Linked DNA regions of Ovis aries: region 2 is linked to region 1. A link is a contact called in public Hi-C data. All regions are on one chromosome and are shown on one strand. The core of a region is the stretch at or near the end of the contact, and the rest is flanking DNA. Distances in the headings are between cores, read along the strand shown.

What was found. A called contact is a pair of places that touch in the nucleus more often than the background predicts.
Region 2: a Hi-C map of liver shows a contact between it and region 1, with 4 times the contacts expected there. The contact joins two enhancer-like sites. A contact is called at or near these places in 7 of 16 Hi-C or Micro-C datasets (hypothalamus, liver, muscle and 3 more).

The regions. Positions count from the first base shown.
Region 1 is chr1:190,298,980-190,301,501 of ARS-UI_Ramb_v3.0, forward strand. HEG1 (heart development protein with EGF like domains 1) reads right to left here. Exons shown (of 17, transcript XM_060404378.1): 10 at 1,243-1,301; 11 at 761-921. Among named protein-coding and RNA genes, the nearest start is that of HEG1, 49 kb to the right of the region's middle. Within about 2 kb of position 1,267, at least 1 of the 54 cell types and tissues checked has an H3K27ac peak or open chromatin away from gene starts, as enhancers often do. A contact at or near this core is called in liver, where this site is marked.
Region 2 is chr1:190,724,016-190,726,537 of ARS-UI_Ramb_v3.0, forward strand. It overlaps LOC114113766 (a long non-coding RNA gene), which reads right to left. Exons shown (of 2, transcript XR_009597961.1): 2 at 1,621-2,522. Among named protein-coding and RNA genes, the nearest start is that of ZNF148, 57 kb to the left of the region's middle. Within about 2 kb of position 1,261, at least 3 of the 54 cell types and tissues checked have an H3K27ac peak or open chromatin away from gene starts, as enhancers often do. A contact at or near this core is called in liver, where this site is marked.

The DNA.
Region 1 (2,522 bases), core at 17-2,516:
AGAGCCAGCTCAGACCACTTACGAGACGCAGCGGGGGCAGGCCCCCCTGCATGAGGAAGCACTTTTGATTCCAGCAGAATTTTCCCATCCCAGAGGTGAAACCTCCCTTCCAAGACCCAAATATGCCTTCCAAACTTGTTTCTAATCCCTTTATTCATCTGTTTCACACCAGATGCTCTGTAGAAGCTTTTGACAAAAACAGATAAAGAACAAGAAAAGAGAAATCATGGACGGCACCATGAGCTATCTGGCCTCCAATCTTCATCTTGTTTCTGCGCATTTAGAATCTGCAAACAAATACACAGGAGGATGGGAGACACTGCATGTGCTTTATTTACCTAATGGCATGTCATGATGAAGGTTTCGGGCCATTGACAAGTGTTGTACATTCTGTGTGTGAATTCTACCTCCCCAGAGGGAGGGAGCCTTTCAAGGGAAAGAAGAGTGATTTCTGCTTCATTACATCTGCTCCTATATCCCGTCCAATACCAAGGCTGTAGAGGAGAAATAGAAAAAGCATGCCAAGGACTGGGAGACTTCAATGCTGTGTGTACAGGATCGTGTGTGTGTGTGTGTGCATGTGTGGGTCGGTGCACATACAAAGATATACACACACAAACCCCTTGTGGTTAATACCCATTTCAAAGACAGGCCAGCTCTATGACAAGTTTCTTGGACCTGCGCCCAGAAGGCCTTACACTTCTACCCTAGGTCTGTGAGTAACTGGATGGGGGGTCTTCCCAGAGGGCCCCTCTCTTACCTCTAAAGATCCGCCTCTGAGACCCCAAGAGCTGGCAGACCTCAGCAGAGGCCCAGCAGGAGTTGACGCATTTCTGCATCCTGTCGGCCAGGTCGAACAGCGTCACGTTGGAGGCCAGGGAAAAGGTGGCTTGCAGTGACATCACCACAACACTGGACTCCCTACAGGCAAAGTATACATATTTTAATTGTCCTAAACTGATATGTGGGTCCCAGAATTTTTGGAAAATGAGTGTCCTCCCCATTGTCCAGTGAGGGCCTGGGACAGCATGAAGGTTCCGTGACCTTGGCCTGGGATCACCCCTCGTAGCCTACAATGAACTGACCTAACTCACAGATAGGTCCTCTTCCAAAAGGTTCTCCATGAGAAATTACATTACAGGCAAAACAGGGGCCAGTGTTGTTGCCATCACACTTGTTAGAATACCCTCCCCTTTCTATAGGACTGGTCCACAAACAAGTACATATAATCCTGCTACTTACCTAGAAACATGAGCTGTGGATCGGGTATAACCAGGTAATGTTGAGAAACACACATTTAACTGAAAGGAAGAGGTTTATCATTAACTGTGAGTCAGACAAAAGAGCCTTGAACCTAGAACCAATTTCCTATTTTCAAGATCAAACAGGCATTTTTCCAGTCATCGAGTTATCAGCAGGCAGCCTCACACAGAGTGGTGTCCTTTTTTCTTGTTCCTTTCTTAAATGCCTTTCTGCTCTTATTCTGTTGTTCCATGAACACAAAGGGAGAGAGGCAGATAGTAAATCAGTGGGGGGAAATCTTGGCAGGAAATGATGTTCAGAATAGCACCCTTGGATGCAAAACCTCTTCAAAGGAACAGATCTCGTCTAAGATCTGCTCCAGGGTTTCAAACGACCTCAGAGGCAACTGTTTATTTGGACTTTGCACAGTGAACAAGGCTTCCTGAAAAGGCTGGGTTCCTTTCAGCTCCCTCAGGTCTGGCAGGCCTTACACAGACCCTTCATAATCTACAATGAGTTGACCTAACTCACAGATAGATCCTCTTCAAAAAGGCTCTCCATGGGAAATTACATTACATGGGTCAAGAGCCCTTTTGTTGAGAGCAAATTAAGAGTGACTCCGTGTGTTTGCCTTGTGCCCTTGGAAAGAGCAGAAAACCCCTGTGGGGCATGATGTACCATGCCTGCATCCCCACTCCGCCCATAGCATGAACTGGGGCTTGGGGCTTCCTCTCAAGCAGCTGAGGGTCTCAATATCCTGACCAATGCAATCTACCTGTCTTCAAAGCCTGTGGGTCAGACATATCTCATCCTTCACAGGATGCTATCAAACCTTTTTTGTCTTTGTATTAACATTGCTTTATATTCATAAGGCAATGATTTATTATGATTAAACTTTCTTTTTCCCCAGGAAAAAACAGAAATAGCACATTTCAGAACAGAAGAGCATCTTGGGAAAGGCCATTTGAGTCACAGCCTAAGTCCTCTCTAGTCATAGCCTACATCTTCGCTACTTCTTGGGGGTGGGGATGTCACATCACTAATAAATTATATGTTGACACTGGGTGTGTGTGCGTGTGTGCTGTTGCTTCAGTCATGTCCCACTCTTTGCGACCCTATGGACTGCAGCCCACCAGGTTCCTCTGTCCATGGGATTTTCCAGGCAAGAATACTGGAGTGGGTTGCCATGCCTGGGTTGCGCAGCAATCAAATCTGTGTCTCTTGCATCTCCTGCATTGACAGGTAGATTCTTCACCACTGAGCCACCAGGGAAGCCAGCT
Region 2 (2,522 bases), core at 11-2,510, 430 kb after region 1:
CCATGACCCCATGAGCTACCTCCATCCTTTACTTAACTAAACAATAGCCAGCATTGCCAAGCACTGAGCCCAGTGTGCCAGGTGCTATGCTAGGCACTTTACATGCATTATTGTACCTAACACAACATTTCTGCACAGTGGATGCTATGCTTATGCCCACTTTGCACTGAGGAAACCAAGTCTCAAAAACTCTAGGGATGTACCTTAAAATCCCAGACTTTGCAAAGGGTGGAGCTTAGAGTGTCACCCCTGGCTGCTTCTCCAGCACCAGCCCCACCTTGAGGTCCCTAACAGTCAGGAACTTGTCTGCCTGCAAGAGACCCTCCCCCAAGCATGAAGACTGGCTCTGGGAGCAGTCAGACTGCAGCAAGGGACACCGCTGGGGGAGGCTTGTTCAACCCTGGACCATTTAGGCAGAACCCACATGTGGTGAAACGTTAAAAAAAATCCTTTGGCTGTTCTATTTCTGTTGAAGGATAGACGCAGTTAGACAATACAAACGTGTGCCTGTACAAAGGGTGTGAAAGAGATGCTGCTGGGCAAGGGGGGAAAGCAGCAAGCAAAGCCCTCGTGCTTGTTCAGGAACTCCAAAAAGAAAGAATAAAACCTTTTTTTTTTTTTTTTTAAAGGAGGCAGAAAAATCTCAAACTGTGAGTGGGAGATTGAAGAAATGAGAGGGGTTTGTGGGCTCCTAGATCAGAAAGAGGCACATTCTCGAACACAGGTTGGATAGGTTGAAGGATGGGTGGTTGGGCCGTGAGTCGAAGATTCTTTCCAAAAATAAGACTACCCCAGTCACTAAGGGTTTCCACAGGCCACCAAGTTCCTCTCTCTAAAACCCTTGCCCCAGGCTCTGACAGGCTCTTCCAGCTGAGGATATGGCCCCACGGCCTTGATTTCTGCCAGGGGTGGAAAGGCAGGGGCAGGAGCAGCAAAGGGTGGGTGGAAAGTCAGGAAGGATCAACCAAGTGCAGGTGAGTTCAAAGCAGAGATTCCCCCTGAGGAATCACAGTGATGAAATCTAGGCAAGAGAGGGCCACGGTCAAAGGTCTGTTTACTTTATTGTCTTTTTACCCTGAGGAATGTGCCTGCTGGGTTAATGTTTATTTTATTGAATAATCTAGTTTTAGGGACGTCAATAAGAGTCAATGCTACTTTATAGGAAGAAAATGCAGGTTTGTGACTATTTCTGATCTCCAGCAAGAGGTCCTTCCTAGGCCCGTTAGCACTACTGCCACCTGCTGGTGGATTTCTGTAGAGCAGGGCTGGCAATTTGGGTCGCCGGCTGGAACCTGAGTCCAGGGCAGGAATCGTGGCTCCGCTCATTCAGAGCAGGGTGACTAGTTAGAGTCTCCCTCTCTGAATTTCATTTTCTACCTCTTAAAGTGGCTTTTGAGGGATTTTGTTATGATTCAGTGAGTTAACATATATATAATGCCTAGTGTGCATAGTATATGTGTAATAAACTATTAATTAGTCTTAAGAATTCGATATCCCTGTGGGGTCCTCTTCTTATTACCATTTTGACCCAAGAGAAGTTACAGGAGGCATGGCCCCACATCAGTGACTGAATCAGAGGCTGAGGTATCGGCGGGCTGGCCAAAACTAACAGGCGAAACGTAACAGGAATAAAGCTCTCATTTATTGTCCACCAAGTACATAAGTGTGGCGGATGTCTGGTTGACAAAAAAAGACCAAGCCAAAAACACGGAGAGATTTTAAGAACACACAGCTCAACCAGAGCCAACTGGGTGACTCCACACTCAAAATTCTAATTTGATCAATAGCCATGAAGGAACAACAGATATGACAAGCCTTTAAAATGTTCATACGCCCTGACCTCATAATTCCATTACTAGGACTCTGTGCAGAAGAAATAAGAGAGAGTTGTATACAAAAATTCCATTTCAGTGAGATTATAAAAGTGAAAAATTAGATACAATCGATGTTCAATAATAGAGGACTAGTTCATTAAATCATGGCTTATCCGTATGTAGTCCTTAAAAATTAAAGGGAAAAATCTCATCATGTAAGTCGGAGTGGAGGAAGGACCACGGTATAAATAGAAATAGAGGCATAATATACTGGTAAAAAGTATCAATAAAGATAAAAATTAAAACCCTTCATGCACGCAATGAGAGAGCATCAAATTGTATATGGCATCAACTGACAAAACTATAAGGAATACTTCAGCATTGAAGTAGATTTTAATACACCTCTTTCAGTAGTAGATCAAGCAACCAAAAAAAATCTGTAAGGATAAAGGGTTGAACTTCACAATTTAGAAATTTAATAAAAACACTGCAGTGTACATTGCTCCCTGTAGCTGAAGCAAACATGTCCTTTTCAAATGCAGAGTCGACCCCCACTCGCTAACCCTCCCCGCCCCCACGGAGAAACCAGCAGTTTCAGCATTTGATGCTCAAGTCTAAGAACAGGGGGCCTGGGGAGCCGGAGGCTTTTGGGGGCACAAAGAAGATGGCCCAGAGGAAGTTGTGGCTGAGATGAGTTTGTGAGAACGG